2 separate regions of the Mus musculus genome follow, and region 2 is linked to region 1. The links are chromatin contacts, called in public promoter capture Hi-C maps. All regions are on one chromosome and are shown on one strand. Each heading gives the region's core, a stretch centred on a gene start, on an enhancer-like site or on the middle of the called end of the contact. The rest is flanking DNA. Distances are from core to core; before and after follow the strand shown. Region 1 holds the start of Heyl (hairy/enhancer-of-split related with YRPW motif-like). Region 2 holds the start of Pou3f1 (POU domain, class 3, transcription factor 1).

The links. Capture Hi-C pulls out chosen DNA fragments and counts their contacts.
Region 2: a promoter capture Hi-C map of liver shows a contact between it and region 1, with 2.2 times the contacts expected there. The contact joins the promoter of Pou3f1 here to the promoter of Heyl in region 1. A contact is called at or near these places in 1 of 39 promoter capture datasets (frontonasal cranial neural crest) and 1 of 9 other capture datasets (liver).

The regions. Positions count from the first base shown.
Region 1 is chr4:123,231,075-123,237,254 of GRCm38.p6, forward strand. It overlaps Heyl (hairy/enhancer-of-split related with YRPW motif-like), which reads left to right and starts at 2,482. Exons shown (of 5, transcript NM_013905.3): 1 at 2,482-2,872. The coding sequence starts at 2,793.
Region 2 is chr4:124,653,878-124,660,057 of GRCm38.p6, forward strand. It overlaps Pou3f1 (POU domain, class 3, transcription factor 1), which reads left to right and starts at 3,769. Exons shown (of 1, transcript NM_011141.2): 1 at 3,769-6,180. The coding sequence starts at 3,830. The coding sequence ends at 5,179. It overlaps Gm2164 (predicted gene 2164), which reads right to left and starts at 3,610. Exons shown (of 11, transcript NR_168006.1): 1 at 2,963-3,610.

The DNA of each region.
Region 1 (6,180 bases), core at 1,232-3,731:
TAGAGGCTCTTGAGTTCAATATCAGCCTGGGCTACAATACTGACATTAAAAATAGGAAAAAGGAGCTGGGCAGTGGTGGTGCACGCCTTTAATCCCAGCACTTGGGAGGCAGAGGCAGGCAGATTTCTGAGTTTGAGGCCAGCCTGGTCTACAGAGTGAGTTCCAGGACAGGAAGGGCTATATAGAGAAAAAAAACCAAAAAAGAAAAAAGAAGAAAAAAAGTAAAAAAAAGAATAGGGTGAAAGAAGAGGGTGAAATAAAAAAGATGAATTGAAATATATGTATTTTAAATTTTTGTGGATATATATATACATATATATGAATTTTAATTAAATTGAATTTGAATTAAAATATATGTATTTTAAAGAGATGGCTCACACATAAAGGTGCTTTCCACCAAACCTGAGTTGAAACACACACTAAATAAATAAATAGATGTAATTTTTTAAAATTCTGTTGTGTTGCAATCAGAAATTCAAGCCAATTAGGTTTCAATTTCTTTAGGCGTGTGTGTGAAGGCCACTGAACTGACAGCATAGCACTAGGCTTAGAGCTAGAGTGCATGGCCTAATGTCTGAGAGCTCTATAAGATAATAAAGCCAAGTTATTTGCCTCTGAAATCAAACTGCCTTGTGGAATTCCAGCTCTCCTTCTTCTTCTGCCGGAGTTGCTCTAACTACCCATCTCCTTTCGCTTGGCCAATTGAGGGTTAAATGAATTAAAATTTACAGAACACTTAGAATAACAGTTCTCAACCTGTGGGCTGAGACCCTTTGGGGATTGAACAACCTTCTCACAAGGGTTGCCTAAGACCATAAAAGAAAACACAGATATTTACATTATGATTCATAACAGTAGCAAAATTATAGTTATGAAGTAGCAATGAAAATAATTTTATGGTTGGGGGTCACCACAGCATGAAGCTTTGTATTAAAGGGTCACAGCACTAAGAAGGCTGAGAACCACTGGCTTAGGTACCTTTCCAGCTGCTGTGAGAAGCACTCACCAAACAGTAACTAACAGGCTCCGCCGCCTCTCCATCCATTTGCCCTCTCCCAAAGCTTTAAAGGCCGTCCATTACCTAATGACTTCCAAACTTAAATCTCTTTGCCGAACCCCATAGTCCCTATTTAACTGTGCAGTGTATTTTGAGGACCTGGGACGTCTCTCGAGAACATGCCTACCTCAGAGCCCTTACCTTCCCCTGCAAATCTGCCAGCCCTTTCTCTCTCAGCCAATCACATAGAGCAAACAAGTATCTGCCTTTCTAGGAAATGCCTAGTGCACACATTGGGCACTCTTCACACTGGTTGAGGTTCTCACTGTTTTGGCAGGTGCCCACAGAAATTATGTGAGTGCTGAGGGCATTTGGAACAGGAGAATTGGTGCTTGCGGCTGCGGTGGCCAGCAGAGTTTCCTGATGGCGACCGTTCATGCCAGTCCTATCTGGTCATCTATGAGCATGATAAGTTTCTGTGCTTGGCCAAGTGGTTACGTGTGGGTCTGAGTGGCAAGAGGCCTGTTCTTTCCCATCAGGAAGTATCTGCAAGCAGAGCTGACTATGGTGAAAGTGTGTGTAGTCAGCTTCAGGTGACCAACCCCACTTCCCTACACCAAAAGCTGGCTTTCTTTTGTGCCTGTCCCAGTGAGCAGAACAAAGGGAGAGGACTCCTCTGGTGCCCTGCCCACCACACCCACCTCCACCATCTCCCTGCCGCCCCTGCAAGAAGTTTGCTCTCCTCCCTCAGCTTCCCTCTGCACTTCTCTGCGTACGATGACCTGGGAGGATGGCAGCTGAATCTCTAGGCACAAGGACAGGAACTCTCACTGACTAAATAGTTGTCTGTGGTCAGACAGGCTCCCCCAGAAAGAGAAGCCGAAGGCTCCTTTCCTCTCTTCCTCTCCCTGGTGCCTGCCAGGACAGCTGTCATTAAATGAACTGGGGTGACTCCCAGGGATACCCCACCAACCACCACACCCTACCTACCTTCTCCATTCCTGTGCTCCCTCCCACAAGTCAGAAGCTCAAAGATCTTGGCCACTGTAAAGTCAGCACTTGGGATGCAGAGGCAGGAGGGTCAGGGATCAGTAGTTCAAGGTCATCTTCTGCTACACATCAAGTTCAATGCCACTTTGGGTTCTATGACCCTGTCTCCCCTCCTCCAGCCTTCTCAGCTGGCAAGCAGCAGCCACCCCTTTGGGGGTTCACCAAAGGACTTCGAAGTTCTGAGCATCCCACAGTGCACGTAGCTTCCCCAATACACACACACACACACACACACACCACAAACTTTGGTCCCCTATAGAAGGAGTGACTGAAGAATTACTTCCAAGGGGTCACAGGCACCCCCAGTAACCTTTCCAAACCTATCTGCCCTCCCTGCATGCCCTGGAGCAGGAAGGTACAGGTCTGACCCTTATAAAAAGCTGAGGCACTGCAAAGCGAAGTCTGTCGCACAGAACTAGGGACAGATCCGGATTCTCTGGGCTTCCCCGTGGGGCCTCCCAGGGCACCTGCCCAAGGCCACCCAGAGCGCCAGCCCAGGCAGCGCCGGTGGAGCGGAGCCGGACCTCCCAGCGGCCGATGGGGGCGGTGACCGCCCGGGGCCTTCCCACGGTTCGGTGGCGCGTCACCGCGGGGGCGAGGGGGCGCCGGGGCGCCCCGGGCTGCGGTGCAGGAAAGGGCCCTGGGAAAGGGCGGCGTCGGCTCCCGGGCCGGGGCGGGGCTGAGGCGGGGCCCAACAACCAACTCCAGGGATCGCAGGGCTGGGACCCCGCAGCCAGCTTTCGGCATGAAGCGGCCCAGGGCGCCCAGTGGCTCCGACGGCGAGTCTGATGGACCCATCGATGTGGGTCAAGAGAACGATCTTAGGTAAGACAGGGTGGAGCGAGGGCCGTCCGGGGGTGAGAAAGTCCAGCACACTCAAGTTTGTGCGCAGCCCTCAGGTGTCAGCCAAGATGCGGGGGCGTGTGCAGCGACTCCAGTGCGTCCATAGCACCAATGCGGCAGATTCCTGAGTACCCTGAACCATAACACCCTGAACCAACTATGGTTCAGGGAGCTGGGATGGGAGGACAGTTCAGCTGGAGGATATTCTGTCGTTTGGCTACCCCCAGGGACGCCCCTGAGAAGTTTTCCTGCAGACCTAGGAAACCTTCATAGATGTAGATACCGCATTCCATTGCCCATAGTTTGTCTACTATGAAGACTTCTGTACTTTTCCAATTTCACTCTTCTTTGGGAACAGTTTTCACATAGTACACAAAAGGACTGGGGGCTGTGTCCTTTTCGCTTTGAGCATACTGGGATTTGTGTTTAGGTACTGAGGGAAATAATAGCCAACTTGCAAAAGCCTAGACTCCAATCTTCAGCACCCCTTCCACCAAACCACCAAGCCGCCAATGCAGTTTCTTTTTTGTTAAATAATCTAACTTCTAACCTGTGGAACAAACTGAACTTGTACAATCCTTGCTACCTATCAGCTCGGTGACTCCATAAGCTTCAGTTTTCTGGTCTATAAAATGGGTATACATGATGAAGCTAGCTTCATAGCGGGTGTAGACATCAAACGGAAGAATGTCAAGGCCTTAGCAGTAGTTCATGGTGAGTGCTTAGTGGTGTCAGGCTCTAAGTCTCCAGGCCTTGCCACCCAGCCCACAACCGCCACCAACTCACCTTAGAGCTTTTCCTTTCCTTCCCTTTCTTCTTTCCATTCTTCCTCCCCCTCCTCTTCTTCCTTCTTCCTTTTTCTTCATCCACTGCTAGGGATTGGATCCAGATCCTGGTGCATGCTACCCAAGTGCCCTGTCACCATGCAGTTCTGAGCCTTCGGTTCCCCTGCCTAGGCCTGTTTCCACATAGAGAAGAGGATGCGAATGGAAAGAAAAGGAACCGGCCTCTGGAGCAGGTGTCTCTCTTGCTCTACTAAACCTTATTTGTCTCTGACCACCCTGTACATGCCCCGGCACGTGCACACATACATAGAATGACTGTTTTAGTTTGTCTAGGTTTTTCCTCAATGGTTTCTCTGTGTAACTTGGCTGTCCTGGAATTCACTCTGTAGGCTGAGCTGACCACGAACTCAGAGATCCACTTGTCTCTGCCTCTCAACTGCTGGGATTAAGGCTCGTACCACCACCACACATCTAACTTTTTTTTAAGAGGCTACAGCTAGGCATGGGGACATATGCCTTTAATCCTAACACTCAGAAGGCAGAGGCAGGAAGATCTCTATAAGTAGCTAGAGCTAACTTTTGACTTAGTGAGACCCTATCTAAAAAAGGGCAGAGTCAGTCTCTCTCTCTCTCTCTCTCTCTCTCTCTCTCTCTCTCATCCTCAAATCTTACATGTTAGGTCTGGGGATGTATAATATAGTTCCTTATGTAAATCCTTTAAAAATTACTTAGCAGAAACTGCTACTTAAGAGAAATAATTCTCAAAGCCTGTTTCTGCCGCCATGAGGGGCCTAGCACCACACGGTCATGGCAAACGGAGGATCTCAAATTCAATGCTATTGGGTCTTCAAGAACCAGAGTACAGACTCAATGGCAGAGAGCTGAGGTGGATCAGACTGGCTTCTATCCTTCATGAGTATACAGCCAGAAAAGTAACTGCCAAGGGATGTGGCGACTCTGAACACAGTGGAAGAATCTGGGGAGGGGCCACTCACAGCCATGGGTGATGATAACAGTTTCCTGATGGCGGTAGCATTAGGGCTAAGGTGTAAAGGTCACTGCAGGATTCCCCCTTATATCTCTTTTTGTCATTTTTAGCCAGAGTCCATTGTTAGGGTCTGGTCTAGACAGAAGACCAGACCGCTCCAAGGAGGGAAAGCTGCTGGACATCTGGCCGTCTGACTTATAGATGCCTCTTTGTAGCACTTTGCAAAGGGCCCTCCCCCCAGCAGACATAAATGCTTCAATTCAGAGACCGCTGAACGATGCCTGCTGTGGCCTAGACCCCGGACTGGGCATCCAAGCCCAGATGGATCCTGCCCAGCCTCTGCCCTCAGGGAATTCTCAGAGAAGAAGAGTTGCATGTACAAAGAAAGCCAGATAAACTGTGGCAGGGGCCGTAGGGTTAGGGCAGCCAGACTCTGGGGGTCAGAAGCAGCACACAATTCCTCACGCTCAGAGCTTCAAGACCAAAGGGGCATAGTGTGTTCTGATGTCACCAAGGACATCTGCCTGGTGGTAATAGCATCCTGTCCCGCCCATGGGAATCACCCACAGAGCTCTCGTGTGTGAACTTGGGCCCTTGCAACAGTCTGGATCCACACAGAATAATGCCTCTCCCTTACCCATCTTCAAATATTTCATGAGCAGCTCCAGTATGTCAGCCTGGGAGTTGGGGTCTATGTGCTTCTCCTTTAAGACTGAAGGCAGCTGGTGGTCTTTAAAGTCAGGGAGACCTGAGTCCCTCCACACCACTTCCTGTGTAAGTGGCTTTTTACCCCTTTCCTGAACTGACATTTTCTCTGTTTGTTTGTGCCTCTGAGGGTGAGGCTTGTGTGAGGCTGTATCTACATATAGCACATAGCTTCTTGCTCTGGCACAAGGTAGCTTCTAATAAGTGTTGTCACACGGTGGGGAGGGTGCCCCGTTCATGAGGCAGCAAGGTTCGATGGGAAAACTGGAAATGGAAAGGCTGCGTTACTAGGCGTGATTCTCAGCTCTGCATCTGCCGCATCCCTCCGCCTAAAATGATCGTTTCCCCTAAGATCTGTTGTGCAATAGGTGAGACAAATGGATACGCACTGCTGTCTAGAACAGAAAGTGCAGCCTAGCAGGGAGACATAGTGGGGTGATGTGAGAGATATGTGAGCTACGTCATCACCAAGAGTGCTGAATTAGAAGCCAGTAGGTGTGGGGCTGGAGAGATGGCTCAGTGGTTAAGAGCACGGGCTGACTCTTCTGGGATCGAAGCTCAGCACCCGCTTGGCAGCTCACAGCTGCCTGTAACTCAAGTTTTAGGGGATCTAATGCATTATTCTGTCACAGATATACATGCAGACAGAACACCCATACACATGTGGTTTTTTTAATAAGGCAAATGATTCTGAATTTTTCTCTCTTCTGTGTGGCTGGCCAAAGGTCCTTTTTCCTCTCTGACTATTCTCATTTTACAAATGGTCTTAGCTCTGTGTGATTGTCCAACCATTAGAGCATTGGAGTGCTTCC
Region 2 (6,180 bases), core at 2,519-5,018, 1.4 Mb after region 1:
GTAAATAAATAAAATATCCAACTTTTTTATAAAAAAAAAAAGAATCTGTGTTTGTTTGTGACCCCAGGGGCCCATATTTTAGTGTCAGACAAGGAAGACCCATTTCAGTCTGTGTGAGCTTTCTATATCTGACCCTGTTTAGACACATTGCTTTATTTACCATCAGGCATTGCTTTGTGTAACTGCATGTTTCCTCTACTCATGCAAGATTATGTCCCTGTGGCGAATTGGTATGCGTGTGTCCCTGTACTGACTTGCATGTCTGTATTTCTATGTTCAGTATATGTGAGAGTGAACATCTCCTGCCGTGTCCCCACCATTCCATGTGCACCAGCCAAGTAGCATGTTCACCCCATGGCTGTGCAGTATGTTTAGAAAGAGGACTTCTCCCTGAGATTGCGAAGGAGACGATCCTAGAGCCATGGTTCTCACCCTTCCTAATGCTGCGAGCCTTTGAATCCAGCTCCTCATGTTGTGGTGACCCCTCAATCATAAAATTATTCTTATTGCTACTTCATAACTGTAATGTTGCTACCGTTATAAACTGTAATGGAAATGTCTGTGTTTTCTGATGGTCTTAGATGACCTCTGTGAAAGGATCATTTGACTCCTAAAGGAGTTGTGACCCACAAGTTGAGAACCACTGTCCTGGAGAGATGAGCCATTCTGGTACAGGTATCTGCCAGGGTCCTATGACGGTCCTCAGTGCCCCATGCAATCTCCAAGAACAAGAAGGAAACAGATACCAACATCTTCTATGGGAAACTCAATTCCTAGGAAAAGTGGGACTCAACCCATCTCACTGTAGACTCTACAATGTAGAGGGTCTAAAATTTCCAATGCAAAGTTAAGAATTTTACCTTTCCTAGTTCATGCTGCTGCTGATCCCTGGGGCAGCATCTACTATGTACAGGAAGGACACTTAAATGACATTCTTCATCACATCCTCAGAGCAATCCTAAGATCCAGGCATCACTGTCTCCTCTGTAAGATGGAGAAACCTCAGCTCCGAGAAGCAAGTGATTCACACAGTCTGCTTGCCTATAGGGGCCTTAGGCTGGGGACCAAGATGCTGAGTAACAACCTAAGAGCTTAGGTACTGCTTTCCTGAGGGTAACTCTCCTCCGCTCAGCACGGACCAGGGAACACAGCTTCCAGGCAGTCCTGACCTGCTCACAAGCATGGCCAGAGATAAGACTGTAGGCCATCTTTACCCTGAAGGCCAAAACTGCCACTTCTTGCAAACTACAGCAATGGGGGTGGGGGGGAGCAGACCGGCATGAGTAAGACTAGCCCTGCTGCATCCTATGAGGATGATGTCATTAGCTCCTCCAGGAGTTAAGGCACAAGCCAAATGATGGACAGAACAGCACCATGCCTCACTGTTCTTTGAGTGGTAACCTCAAATCTGTACAGCGTAACCTGTCTGCTGCTGTCCAGACATTTCCCATCTTCCAGCAGGATCAGGGTAGATGTATAGACTCTCAGACTGTCAAACTTGGAAGAGGAAAAAAAGTAAATTGGTCCAAACCGCACAGCCCACTGAGGAAAGTTAGTTGCCCACCTAGCAAACTGCAACAACAGAAAAGCGCAAATAAAAGCCCTTTGTGTGGGGAGGGGGGCACTCCCTCTATCTCATACCATTCCCTGTTCACCTTAGGGAGACAGGGATACAATGTAAGCCATGGTCAGTCCCAATTTACAAAAAGGAAAACCAAATTTAGAGTACTTTAACTGAAAAACAAGAGGAAGTTCCAGTTTGAGCCCAATCTTCAGAGTAATACAGGCCTGGTTAGGACTGGCATGAGAGACTGAGAGACTTCCGCTGTAAGAATTCAAGCCTTGGTCCTACACTTAGGGCTGGGAGAAAGCTTAGCCAGGTTCATGGACCAAGAGAACTTGGGCTGCCTCAGGGTGACTGCTTCCTGGGCCAAGATCCAGGAAAACCCAGCATCCCTACCTGGGTTCAGATACAGGAACCCATCATAACTCCAGCAGGTAGAAAATGCCTGTTCAGGACTATGGCAAATAGTCAGACAACCCTGGCCTCTTCTTCCATTAGCAGGTGCTTAACTTGGGACATTCAGGGCTCAGAGGACAGGGTAACTCTTGTCACTGTCAACTCTGTCGCAGCCACTCTTAGATGATCTCCACAGCAGCTGCCTTTAGAGCCCTTGTCTGTCTCTGTCTCTCTCTCTCTCTCTCTCTCTCTCTCTCTCTCTCTCTCTCTCTCTCTCTCGTCTTCAAATACATAGGCTTCATTCTACAGTCCTGAGTAGATTCCTGTCCAGTGAGGTCCTAGCTAGGTCCCCAGCTCGGCACCCAGAAATCTTTGAATCACTTTGAAGCAGAAGAAGGTCTAGCAGTGTACAGAAGCCCAGCAGAGGAATAGGCAGAAGTACGGAGGCATGCAGACTGAGGAAGCACACACCAGCTCCAACTGAGGCCCCCTCCACTCAGGATCCTTAGGAGAGACACAAAACAAGGACAGGGATGAAGAAGTTGGCCGCATCCCACTGTCCACTTCTCCAACAAGGACACCTCGAACTCAATTCCCTATCAGACAAGTCCGAGTTGACTCCACGGGAGGCTAGACAGCTGCCAGCTGCCAGCTGCCAGCCTGCACATTGGATTTCCGAGGTGCCCAACTGTCCTTCCCTAAGTCAGTCCACAAATCCTATTCTGCAAGTTTCCGGGCGGCATAACCCCAGCACAACCAGCGCTGCCGACAGACCACCGGTTCCAGCTGGGAGGAAAACAACACGAAAAGGCTACAGCAGCGCAGGACAGGGCCCAGTGTCCATTCCCCACCCACTGGTGGCGCTTTCTCTGGAACCAGTCTCCACCCCGAGGTTCTCTCATTCCAGAACCCTGGAGCCCAACTGGTTCCTGGAGCTTGCATCTCCGCGTACAGGCTCAGCGGCTCACTGTCCTGGCTCAGCACTGCCCACGCGGTACTCACCTGGCCTCGGTGCCCAGGGAAAGGAAGGCGAGCCGGCGAGAGGCGTGAAGCCCAAGCCGATCCGAATCTGTCCGTGCCTGCTGCACTTTCAGGACTGCAGAGGTCCAGCTAGTTGTGGCGCTGAGTCTAGAGGGAGTAGAGGGAAAACCAAGACCTTGGGAGAACGCGATGCGACCTGGCAGCCGCAGGAGGCGAGGCCCCGGAGGTTAGCAGCCGCGCGGTACCGAGCCGGGAAGCCACGCAGCTTCGCTCTCGCTGCAGCCCAGACTCGCGGGATCCTGGCCCGCAGGCAGAGGCGCAGCGCAGGGAAGAGTGCGGGGCTGAGTCTCTGCTCGGAACCCGAGCGCCTCCCGGAGCCCGCAATCCCCCGCCCGCCCCAGTGGGATGCAGGCGGAAATTGAGCTTGTGTGGAACGTGGGGACCGACCGGGCTCCGAGTCTCCCGCGCTGCGGTGAGAGCGGGGCCCACGCAGCCGGGACCGGAGGGGGTGCGGTCCCAGTGCCACCCCCGCGCCACTCCCCACGTGGCGGCCGCGCCCCCGGGGCGTGAATGTGTACGCGGGCGGTGGTGGTGGGGGTCATGAATGAAGCCCCAGCGGCCAATCAGCACTGCCGGCGCGCGGGACCCCGGGAGCGAGACCCAATAGCGAGCTCCGGGTTGCAGGCCCCGGCGGCGGGCGGGCACGGGGGGAGGAGGCCGGGGCCGGGAGGCGGGAGGCGGCTCCGCGGGCAGCCAATGGGCGGCGGGCGGGGTGGGGCTCCGGAGCGCCCAGCGGGTCCGGGCTTTAAGCCGGCGGAGCGCGGCGGCGGGGCCCGCAGACGGAGCGAGGCGGCGGCGGCGGCGGGGCGGCGCAGGGCGCGGGGCGGCATGGCCACCACCGCGCAGTATCTGCCGCGGGGCCCCGGCGGCGGAGCTGGGGGCACAGGGCCGCTCATGCATCCCGATGCCGCCGCGGCGGCGGCAGCGGCGGCCGAGCGGCTGCACGCGGGGGCCGCGTACCGCGAAGTGCAGAAGCTGATGCACCACGAGTGGCTGGGCGCGGGCGCGGGCCACCCCGTGGGCCTAGCGCACCCTCAATGGCTACCCACGGGAGGAGGCGGCGGCGGCGACTGGGCGGGCGGCCCGCACCTGGAACACGGCAAGGCAGGCGGTGGCGGTACCGGCCGAGCTGACGACGGCGGCGGTGGCGGCGGTTTCCACGCCCGCCTGGTGCACCAAGGGGCGGCCCACGCGGGCGCGGCATGGGCACAAGGCGGCACAGCGCACCACTTGGGCCCCGCCATGTCGCCGTCGCCCGGGGCCGGCGGGGGTCACCAGCCCCAGCCGCTCGGGCTGTACGCTCAGGCGGCCTACCCCGGTGGCGGCGGCGGCGGCCTGGCCGGGATGCTGGCGGCGGGAGGCGGCGGCGCGGGACCCGGCCTGCACCACGCACTGCACGAGGACGGCCACGAGGCACAGCTGGAGCCGTCGCCACCACCGCACCTGGGCGCACACGGACACGCACACGGACATGCACACGCGGGCGGCCTGCACGCGGCGGCGGCGCACCTGCACCCGGGCGCGGGCGGTGGTGGCTCGTCGGTGGGCGAGCACTCGGACGAGGATGCTCCCAGCTCCGACGACCTGGAGCAGTTCGCCAAGCAGTTCAAGCAACGACGCATCAAGCTGGGCTTCACCCAGGCCGACGTGGGACTGGCGCTGGGCACCCTCTACGGTAACGTGTTCTCGCAGACCACCATCTGCCGTTTCGAGGCCCTGCAGCTGAGCTTCAAGAACATGTGCAAGCTCAAGCCGCTGCTCAACAAGTGGCTGGAGGAGACCGACTCGTCCAGCGGCAGCCCCACCAACCTGGACAAGATCGCGGCGCAGGGCCGCAAGCGCAAGAAGCGCACGTCCATCGAGGTGGGTGTCAAAGGCGCGCTCGAGAGCCACTTTCTCAAGTGTCCCAAGCCGTCTGCGCACGAGATCACCGGCCTGGCCGACAGCCTGCAACTGGAGAAGGAGGTGGTGCGTGTCTGGTTCTGCAACCGGCGGCAGAAGGAGAAGCGCATGACCCCCGCGGCCGGCGCGGGCCACCCGCCCATGGACGACGTTTATGCGCCTGGGGAGCTGGGGCCTGGCGGGGGCAGCGCGTCGCCACCTTCTGCGCCCCCGCCACCCCCGCCGGCCGCGCTGCACCACCACCACCACCACACACTGCCCGGCTCTGTGCAGTGACCCTGCGGACTGGGTTCCCCGCCGGCGCAGCGGTGCCTCCGGCGCGCAGTTAGCGCGCGCGGCCTGGACTCTTTTTGTTGTTTATTCGGTTTTGCTTTGGATTTTACAAAAAGGAAAAAAAAAAAAAAAAAAAAAAGCTCAGAAACTTTTAAACAAAACCAAACACCCGGGACCGACCCCTCTCTCCAGCGAGCGGCGAAAGGCGGCCGAGAGGCTGTGTCGCCCGAGTCCCGGGAGAGAGCAGCGGAAGATCCAGAATGCGCCAACTCACTCTGGGCGCCCTGTGCCCACTGCCTGCTCCCTATCCCCATCCCCTCGACGACCCCCGCCCCTGCCCCTGGGCTGTTCGGGGCCGGATCCCGGCAGCGGCCTCCCCACAGCGAAAGGTAACGCGGTGCGGGGTTAGGGATTCCCCGGGAGAATGGACGAAGAGAGGAGAGTCCCCAGCAGCTCTCCCGGGCGCGGACTCCCTGTAGCCTGCAGGTCACGGGTGGGGGCTGTCACTTTATTCTTTCCGCGCCTCTTCTCTCGCACCTGGACGCGCCCCACCCCCTCACCTTTTCTCCGGGCTTGGTTTTTTACGGTTTTTATTTATTCGTGGAGCCTCTCGGCTCCTGGGGTCCTTCTAACTCCGCCCGCGCCCTTAATTTAAATCGCTGTATGCTGTATTTATCGGGGCCCCAGAGGGGAGGCCGCGAGAGCCGCATCTGTGTATAAAAGCAGGAAATAGCCAAAGCTTTAATCTAGCCTAATTTATTTTCCCTTTCTCTTCCCCTCTCCTCCTTCAAGAACGCAAAACAAAAACAAAAAAAAAAAAACTAACAAAAAAATTTTTTTTGAGTGTTCATTTTTCGTTTCGTTTTACCCGAGCCCTCGGCTCGGTTCCTGGCCTAGCAGAGAGGGTCTGCGCTCCCACGCACACCCGGGTGGGAAGGGGCATCTCCACCCGCAAGACCGAGCACGCATCGCGGGCCACTGCTTCCCCGCCGGGCCTTGCCCCT